Regions from separate parts of the Mus musculus genome. Here regions 2 and 3 are each linked to region 1. The links are chromatin contacts, called in public promoter capture Hi-C maps. All regions are on one chromosome and are shown on one strand. The core of a region is the stretch at or near the end of the contact, and the rest is flanking DNA. Distances in the headings are between cores, read along the strand shown. Region 1 overlaps Cars2 (cysteinyl-tRNA synthetase 2 (mitochondrial)(putative)). Region 2 overlaps Col4a1 (collagen, type IV, alpha 1). Region 3 overlaps Arhgef7 (Rho guanine nucleotide exchange factor (GEF7)).

What was found. Capture Hi-C pulls out chosen DNA fragments and counts their contacts.
Region 2: a contact with region 1 is called in a promoter capture Hi-C map of pancreatic islet. The contact joins two enhancer-like sites. A contact is called at or near these places in 1 of 39 promoter capture datasets (liver) and 2 of 9 other capture datasets (adipose tissue and pancreatic islet).
Region 3: a contact with region 1 is called in a promoter capture Hi-C map of pancreatic islet. The contact joins two enhancer-like sites. A contact is called at or near these places in 4 of 39 promoter capture datasets (embryonic stem cells, hippocampal neurons and liver) and 2 of 9 other capture datasets (liver and pancreatic islet).

Annotation. Positions count from the first base shown.
Region 1 is chr8:11,520,555-11,523,657 of GRCm38.p6, forward strand. The region is part of intron 9 of Cars2 (cysteinyl-tRNA synthetase 2 (mitochondrial)(putative)); the gene reads right to left. Among named protein-coding and RNA genes, the nearest start is that of Naxd, 25 kb to the left of the region's middle. Within about 2 kb of position 1,652, at least 6 of the 459 cell types and tissues checked have an H3K27ac peak or open chromatin away from gene starts, as enhancers often do. A contact at or near this core is called in pancreatic islet, where this site is marked.
Region 2 is chr8:11,201,673-11,204,775 of GRCm38.p6, forward strand. It overlaps Col4a1 (collagen, type IV, alpha 1), which reads right to left. Exons shown (of 52, transcript NM_009931.2): 50 at 1,222-1,336; 51 at 1-158. It overlaps Gm15418 (a long non-coding RNA gene), which reads left to right. Exons shown (of 3, transcript XR_003947509.1): 3 at 2,512-3,103. Among named protein-coding and RNA genes, the nearest start is that of Gm15418, 15 kb to the left of the region's middle. Within about 2 kb of position 1,644, at least 17 of the 459 cell types and tissues checked have an H3K27ac peak or open chromatin away from gene starts, as enhancers often do. A contact at or near this core is called in pancreatic islet, where this site is marked.
Region 3 is chr8:11,812,348-11,815,450 of GRCm38.p6, forward strand. It overlaps Arhgef7 (Rho guanine nucleotide exchange factor (GEF7)), which reads left to right. Exons shown (of 22, transcript NM_001372321.1): 13 at 250-336; 14 at 2,596-2,674; 15 at 2,814-2,953. Among named protein-coding and RNA genes, the nearest start is that of Tex29, 27 kb to the right of the region's middle. Within about 2 kb of position 1,669, at least 10 of the 459 cell types and tissues checked have an H3K27ac peak or open chromatin away from gene starts, as enhancers often do. A contact at or near this core is called in pancreatic islet, where this site is marked.

The DNA.
Region 1 (3,103 bases), core at 402-2,901:
AATTCAGCAGAGATGGGGGTAGATGGTCTGAGTTTGTCAGGCATGGATCCCAGTCCACTAACTGCATAAGGATGGCGGTCATGTATCAAGACCACACCAATGATCGGGGGCACTAGACCCACCCATGGCTGCCAAGGACAGGAGGGTGGCCACAGTCAGGTCAGCCCGGCTGCAGACTGCCAGCAGAGCAGTGTGCCAGGCCAGTATGCACACTGCATCAGAGTGTCACGGTATGGTGTCAGCTTGGATCCCACGTGTTTCACTCATGCTTACATCACATGACAAAGCTCTGGGCTTCACCAGGCTGCCGTGTGTGTGTGTGTGTGTGTGTGTGTGTGTGTGTGTCTGCCTGTCTGTCTGTCTGTCTGTCTGTGTCTATGTCTCTGTGTCTGTGTGTATCTGCGAGTACATATGTACCTGTGTCTGTGGATATGTGAGTGTGTACATGTATCTATGTGAGTGTACATGAGTGTGAATGCATAGACAAGTTTGTGTGTGCCTATAAGCGCACATGAGTGTATGTATGTATGTGTACACGTATCTGAGTGTGTATGTGTGCATATGTATGAATGTATACAAGTGTGTGTGTGCACTTATGCAGTGAACGTAGGTGCACGTGTGTCTGAGTATGCATAAGGGTAAGTGAATGTCTGCATGCATTCAAGTGTACATGAGATAAACATGTGGCCTTGGTGAGTGACAGCCCTACAATTTCAAGTGCCATCTCCTGCATGCACCGCCCCATTATTATGAGGTTTCTCTGTTGCCTGAATTCATAGACCACCTGCTGGCTCAGACCCCTTGTCCACCATGCTGCACATACTACCAAGCGTGACTCTGTCAGCCTGTGTCCTGTTCATGTCCCCATCTGTCAGTGTGGACATACAACCAAGGAGAGCGGCATCCTGGGTGGACACGAGGCTGGATGAGCTTAGAGGTCACACACAGCATGCTAAGGTGACGCATCACAACTGTGGGGACCCAGAAGGGAGGCTTACAGATCTGAAAACCAGTACCCTCTTCCCTCAGAGGCTGCATGGGGCTCTACTGAGTCCTCCCAACTGCCACAGCACCAGGCGAGCTGGGGTTCTTCCACTGTTGTTTTAGAAACCCTTTGCAGATGTCAGCTAAGCACAGAGCTTCCTGCACAACAGCTACAACTGTGAGCTTCCCTTTTGGAGCCTATGGCTGCAGTCATCTCATCTGGGGGCTCCTGACACTGGCATGTCCAGCAAAAAGGGCCACGACGGCCTGGGGTGTTGAGGCCTGGACCCATTCTGCATCCCATGTCTTCTCTGCCCTTCTGCCATTTTTTTTATTTTATTTTTTTTGTGGAATCAGCACAATCTACAGCTATAACATTACAGACGTTTCATCTCTGAAGGCCTCTCATTTTCTAAAAGCCGCCGTCTTCTTTTCAGACCTGGAGTAACCTGCAAGCTGTGCTCTCTACCTTGCTCCAGAAAGGAAGCTGGGTGACTCTGTTTAAAAGTCCCTTGTGCAGAATGTGGACAGGGTCAGTTGTACCACCATGGAGGTCACATCTGAGAGGCAGATCTTGTTTTCCTTTTGGGCCTCTGGAAGGCTCTGCTATGGAGTCAAAGCAGCAATGCAAACAGGAGTCCAGGAGGCTCCGCCCCGACAGCCTGCAGTCCTGCAGAGTCCTCAGGAACAGAAAAGGAGGGGTGATATCGGGGAGTTGCTGTGGACAAAGGTGCTCACAGACACTATTGTTCAGTGTGTCCCTGCTCTGTACTGAGATGTCACCAAGTGTCTATACTTCTCTGGTTCCATCACACAACCTGGTCAGGGTCACCTGAGAGTGAAACCAGATGTCACCTGTGTAAATAAGGGCCAGAGAACTCAAAGTAAAGAGCTGACCTGCCAGGAGGCCAGGCGGCAGCATACGGTGACAGCCGATCTTGGAGATGTTGCCACCATGGAGAGAACCTATAGAGAGAAGGAGCTGGCACCTGATAACCCCCGTGCTGGGGAGATTCCCAGGCAAGGCAGGCCCTCACTAGCTAACCACTTTATATAATCTCATCTTACAGGCACCTCAACCTGTGTACTCAGTTGGGGAGATACCTGGGAGGACTTCCACCCTCTCAGAAGAGAAGGGGAAGGAGGAAGGACTGGGGAGGTGGAGGGACAGCGATTGGGATATAAAGTGAATAAATGAATTTTAAAAGGAAGCAAGCGAGCGAGCTACAGCTTGGAAAGACAGCATGGCCAGCAGAGGGATCCCAGGGGCAGAGGCTCCCACATGGGCTCCACCTCCACTGGACTTCTAGAAAGTGAACTTTCAAGTCAACTGTGACATAGACTAAGCTCACGGTGGTCACCAGAACAAGGACCACCAGGAACCTGACAGATATCCTTAACTGTGCGGCAGGAGCACCTCACCCTACAGAACCATGGGCCGAGGGCAAACGTAGACTGGCTAAAAGTAAAAAATGAGAGGAGAGTCGAGGAGAGGGTAGAGGATCGGTTCCAATGCTTTGAATTAACCCAGCCCCCAAAACCAAGAAGCTGAAGGTCCTTGTCCCCAGTTGGGTTTTGATCGATCAATAAAGAAGCAATGGCCAGTGGCCTGGTAGACTGAGGCAGGACTTTTAGATTAGCTAGAGACTGGGAGAGAGAAAAGAGAGGAATTGGCATGATTTGGAGGGAGATGATCAGATTTAGAGTCGCAGAGGAAAATCATCTAAAATGTAGGTGAGAAGGAATGCAGCCCCCAAAAGAGCTGCCCAGAAGCGTCTTGGGCAAGCAAAGACTAGGGGGCTGCCCAGAAGGAGCCAGGGCAACAAAGATAAAATGAAGAATTAGAGAGCGTTAAGCCAGGATTACAGGAAGGAAATGTGTGCTAGCTGTGGGGAAGATTGGAACTGCCCAGGCTTTGAGCTAGCCAAGGCATTTTAAAATTAACTGGCATGTGAGTGTGTGTGTGTGTGTGTGTGTGTGTGTGTGTGTGTGTGTTTCATTTGCAAACCAGGTAGCTCCTGGGCAGGTTCGTGTGTGCATGTGACCTGCTGAGAGCCAAAGCAGTTTAACTACCACTACAGGAGAGGGAAGAAAAACTCCACACAACTAATAGACAAAC
Region 2 (3,103 bases), core at 394-2,893, 320 kb before region 1:
CTCTCTATGGTGGCGAGCCAAAAGCTGTAAGCATTTGCGTAGTAATTGCACGTTCCTCTGCCGTGGCACTCGATGAATGGGGCGCTTCTAAACTCTTCCAGACAGGACCCGGGGGATGCGAGGGCTTGGCCGGAACCTTCAGCACCAGCGCTGGTGTGCTGTGGGACAAGCATAAGGCATGAGTCTGAGGTTTTATCACCCAAACCCAAAGAGAGATTCATCGTCCCTAGGAAGGAGCCAGGATGCCTCCTCGGGAAGGTTCCAGGTCCCTCCTAGTCATCCCAGGCTCACAGACTTTGAGCCAAAAAAAAAAAAAAAAACTGCTCAACAGCCATGGTAGTCCACCATCCAGGTCTGCTGGCCAGGCTGGGACACTCAGGCCTCTACGCAATCCCAGAAACCAGACACCAGCTCCTCCCACTGAGAGGGGAGCACCCAGCTTTCTTAGAAAATAATTAGGAAGCCCTTTTCCTATCAAATACTAACATCAGTTTGCAGGTCAGATGAACAAATTGGTTCTGCCCGAGAATTTTAAAGATGTCTGCTTAGAATGCTTACTTGAAGTTGGTAAATTCCTCCCCGTTTTCTTACTAGTTCAGGACTTGTGGGCACTCAGTCCATACTTTTCAGCATGATGATAAAACCAAAGAAGCCACAATGAGCTCCTCACACAGGGAATCGCCCCTGCCATAACTGGCTTTTTAAAGGAAAGGTTACAAGGAGCCAACAAACATCCAAAACCAGCCAGGTGATAGAAGAGCGTACCTCACTGCCCAGGTGCATCCTGGGTATTAGCCTGGGAGGATCATTCTCCTGGCCACCATTTTGGCAGGAGCAGTGTAAGCTTACAGGGGTACCCATGTTCCCACCCATCGAGTGCTCTCTGCTTTAAAGCTCCTGTGTGTTAACAATACAGGAGGGAGCTGGTCAGGCTGCGGGTGCTGGTCACATGACTACGGAGAGTCCACACTCTAGTCCACACTCTAGTCCACACTCTAGTCCACACTCTAGTCCACACTCTAGGCGCTCCCTGCTCATGGGAGGCAGCAGCTCCCAACACAGAGGAGCAGGGAGCCCTGGGCGCACTGTAGACCGCAAGAGCAACAGACCAGGCTCCAAGTTACATTCAACAAGGGATGATCTGGGAAGTTTGGAGTCATAGAGGAGATAACGACATCAATGGGGGCCCTCCCAAGGAAATGTAGTCTCCCAAACACTCACCATCACGAAGGAATAGCCGATCCACAGTGAGGACCAACCGTTAGGGCACTGCGGAATCTGAATGGTCTGACTGTGTACCGCCATCACCATGGCCGGTGCTTCACAAACCGCACACCTGGAAGAGAGGAAGCAGGCATTCCGTGTGGATGGTCCTGGGGATGACCCATCCCTTGCCCTCTCTCCCTGGTTCTCTGGCTCAAATCTAAGTGAATAAATAATGTGGCCAGTGCCAGGACTCAGGCTCAGGGACTCCTCTTTGGTTGTACAAGCCCGTCTCACTCCTAAAACATTCAATTCAAAAGCAGTTGATTTTTTTTTAAACTATTCTATAAGAGGAACAATGGGATCGTCATAACCGTGGCAGAGGGAATCACTGTTCTGGCCCCTCCTGAGGACAAAGTCCCTCCTGGGACAGGCTAGCTCAAGCCCAGCCATGACAAGTCACCCCAGAGTGAGTGAAAACCACAGCGTGGTCGGGTGTTCTAAAGCTCACTCAAGTAAGGGAGTACTGGATGGTGGGGGAGTGCACTGCTTAAAAACACAAACAGCAGCAGCAAAATAATTACATTCCAGTCACAGAGTGAAGAGAGTGTTAGCCACGCTGCTAAATGAGTACAAACGTGTGAATAATTACACAAGTTCTGCATGCGTGGACAGGAAGTGGGTGGGCGGGCGGCTAGATTAGTCATTCCATTTTCTGTGCTGTGCATTCGTGCGTGCGTATGTGTGTGTGTGTGTGTGTGTGTCTGTCTGTCTGTCTGTCTGTCTCTGTGTGTGTCTGTCTGTGTGGACATGCACACATATGTGTATGTGCTTCTGTCTGTCTGTGTGTGCATGTGTCTGTGTGTGTGTGTGTATGCATGCACACACACTCTCTCTACTTTAGTCACATAAATGTAGATGAACTAAAAGGTTCCATTAAACACCAGCCACTGAAATTGAAATGGCCTTGTCCATCTGCTGCCTTCTGCCTTTCAGGCATGGGAAATAAAGTGCCCTTCTTCCCAGGATGCTTTGGTGCTAGGGGGGAGAGGAGGGGCAGGCCAAAGAGAAGGACAGCTGTGGTTAGTGTCACAGCCCAGGCCATCACAAATTCCCTTCCGCTCTGACCACCGGTCATTTCTCTCAGGTGATGGAATTGTGGCTTTATGGCCACTCCTGTCTGTAGAAAGTACTTAGAAATTGTAGCCAACAGGATAAAGAAAGCAGCTGACATCTCTTCGGCTCAAAACTCAAAAGGAAAGATTTATGTCAATGTTTCTAAAATTAAGCTTTTGGGTCTTCCCACAGGAGAGAAGGGACCTGGAAGTCCTGAGACATTGCTGGAAACCATCAAGCTAAAGTAACTCTCAGCCCAGGGAGGAGGCCACATCCCTACAACAGGGAATTAGAGATGCCTGTGTGGCTGGGTGAGACCTGAAGGGCCCCTCAAGCTGCAGGGACATAAAGAACCCTGAAATGCCAAATTTTAGGTATACATCTCAGGTGTGCTCACAGAACAGGAACTTTGTGAAGACAAATGCCCATGGAGAAAAGAATGAGACACACAGTTTCCCTGGGCCTGTGTCTTCAACCAAGTCAAGACCAGCATAGACGCCATTCCAAAAGTAACCAAGAGACATCAATAATAAACATTTTCTACCTGTTTTCCAAGGAAAGCTAAAAAGAAAAACCACAGAAAGTTAGTTCTCCTTCTAGTGCCTTCAACACAGCCTGGGCAGGGGTCTGCATACAGATCACACGTCTGTACGGCATGCTCTGTGTACTCTTCAAGTGTAATAAATGACATTTTCCATTTAGGAAAAAGGCTGTCACGAGGGACTTCAGAGCACAGCCACAGAAAGTCTGTGACCCTCTGGTAAAGCTGATCTGCCAGGCTGCC
Region 3 (3,103 bases), core at 419-2,918, 290 kb after region 1:
CTAAATAAACCCTTTTTTTTTTTTTTTTTTTTTTTGGTCTTACAAAGCGCTCACAAGCTCTATAGCTCTTTCTGGTTATAGTTCTCCGACCTGCTGAGGTTTAATGTGGGTTTGGTTAGATTCTGGTGGCATTTAATATTGCTCATCTAGTTTGGTAGAAATCTCAAGTAGAAATAAGGTCTGAGATTCCATGGGATCTGGTATAAAGATTTGTGCACACATTTATGAACAGATTCTTTTTACTATTAGGAGAAGAATGAGAGATACCTCCTGCTCTTCCCAAACCTTCTGCTCATGTTGTCTGCAAGTCCCAGGATGAGTGGTTTCATCTATCAGGTAAACACAGCTACACTGATTGTAGTTTTTGTTTGTAGTGGATGTGGCAATTGTTCTCCTTTGAATTGAATGTATTAATGTTGTACTCACCTGTGTGTGCCACGTGTGGTACCATGTCGTGACTCTGTGTAAGAACTCTGTGTGTTCACGTCTGTTGCATCTTTTGATGTGACTGGAGAGCAGTGAACAGCCCACATCCATCTCTCCCTGACCGCATTGTCCTCTGCAAAGCACATTGCTTCTCTGGGCTTTCATGTTCCATTCTGCCCAAGGTAGGTTCAGCTAGGTGCTGAGGGCTAAGGTCTTCAGTAAGGGGTAGAACATCCCAAAACTCTGGACTTGGAACCTGATCATTTAACCTTAGTAAACTGTTAGTAAACTTTCTTTTAGTGTCTTGGTTTGTCACCATTTCTTGGAGAACGTTTGAGAGTTAGTTGTAAGAGAGAGTGTGAGGGACTCTTTTCTGTTAGTCCCCACCAATGGTGGGGACATTAGGTAGGGTCTGGGAGATGCTATCAGTGATCCTGTCTCAAGGACTGGCTAGCCTCCACATACTATTTTAGTGGATGTTGTTGTTTCACTTTCAACCGGCTTTTCTCTGATGTGTGTGTTTTATGTTGTCCTGTGGAAAATAGATGTGGCTTGGTCTGTCCCTAGGAGGGCTAGTTACCACAGGTGTCCCAAGGGAGCCTTTACAGATAGATGGCCGAGCAAATATGCATGGGAAGAGTCAGAAACCTGAGGCTTCCATTGGTGAGACCTTCTGGGTGGCTAAGGTGCCCGGGTGGCAGCTCCCTGTTGAGAGATGCCTGTTTCTGGCTCCACTCCATACCCTAGAGCCCCAACCTAGGCTGGCACTTGTGCAGGGGCTGTCTGCTGTTGCTGCAGCGTGCTCCTAGAGATGCCATCTCTGTACCAGGGCCATCTTTGTTCCCAGGAGTATGCTGATTAGCCCTGTGGTGATCATCACCTCCAGTGCTTGGAGGCTAAGGCAGAAAAATCAAGATTTTTTAGGCTAGCTTGGGCTACATAGCAAGAGTCGTCTTAAAAACAGAACCTCCTTGGCTTTGGGGATGGCAGCTCTGGCAGTGGGACTGCGGCTCCATGGCTGAAGATAAGAGGCGGCTGCTGGGAAAGCGCAGCCAACACTCCTCTGTGGGGCTTCTTGTCCTCAGCCACTGAGGGGTTAGGCCTCTGTTGCGCTTTCAGCCTGGCCCTCAACTGTTTGGACTGGGTGACTTGTTTGTTTGGTTTGTTTTTTGCCTGGAGTAGGGCACAAGATAGGGAAACCGTCGTCGGTAGTTTTCCTTGTTTGCTTTGGACCTCTGTTTACACATCATAAGCAGTTTGACTCCCATGTCCAGGTCACAGTCCATCCCTGAGGATAGTGCAGGACAAGCAGGAACAGAGAAGGAGAATAAGAAGGAGTGCCCTGCTGCCTGCCTTCCCCTGCTCCCCCCCACCCGCCATGCCTTTCTAAGGTTTTGAAGCCTCTGCCCAGAGGTGGCATTTTGCATGGTGGGCTGGGCCTCCTGCTGTCAGTCACTAATCAAAAGTACCCGGGCAGGCTTGTCTGTGGGCCCCAGGAAGGCTGACAGTCCCTCTGTTGGGCTTTTCTCCTGCTGATAGCTTTAGTTGTATCAAGTGGACAAAACTCATCAGCACAACTCCTGTCTCCTGTCTGCTGGTGAAAACCCTGTTCTCTTTGTAAAGATGTGGCCTTTGGCAGCTGGCTGTCACAGTTTATATGGCCCAGGGAAAGCTGTTGCCTGCTGGCTTTTACTGTTTAAATGAGCTTTGTCCCCCTGTTTTTCTCAGCTGGCATTTCCTGCTTCATGGAGAATCCCTCCCATTTTACAGACAGACTGACTGCCACTTGGGCACCCTGTGGCATCCGTTTGACATCACGGCTTATTTCCTGTTTGAATTGTCTCTCTCTGTGTTTTTGTCTCCATTACTCATCAGCTGGCTCTTCAAACTCCTAACTCCTTTCTCTGTGAGGCAGTGAGTTCTCTGTCATATGCCGTTAAAGCAGCCACTGTGCACCCTGGCTCCGTCTTCTGTCTTCCACTCATAGAATCACCCATTGGGTCAAGATCCTGCTTTGGTTCAGTTTGGGTTCTTGATCTGGTTTGACTGTTCTTTAAGGTGTCCTTTAAGCTCTTTTGTACACTTAATTCTGCTGCCACGTGTGAAGTCATTTAATGTGTGTGGTCCCTTCTTTATTAGGAAAACATTGTTTTGGGGGGTCTTTTGTAGGGGAAGCTGCCAACAACAGGAATGACAATCACAAAGCTTGAGGACAGTGAAAACCATAGGAATGCATTTGAGATATCAGGTAATGTATCCACACTGTGCCAGTGCCATGTCCTTGAGTGAAGAGCCTTATATATGTCTGAGGGTGTGTGAGGTGGCTTTGGGTCCTGGGTGTGTGTGTACATGTGCTTATGTGTACTCACTGTGCCCCTCCTCTCTAGGGAGCATGATCGAGCGGATTCTGGTGTCCTGCACCAGCCAGCAGGACTTACACGAGTGGGTGGAACACCTGCAGAAGCAGACGAAGGTCACATCTGTGAGCAACCCCACCATCAAACCCCACTCGGTGCCATCACACACAGTAAGGCAACATGACTTCCATTCGCCGCTCTCACAGTAATGGCCTGTTTTGAGGCTGTCAGTGGATGCAGGATTCTAAACCCTGACCTCCTGCTCCTGTAGGTGTCACCACAGAGCAAGCTGCCCCAGGCACTTGGTGTCTACTCTCTGC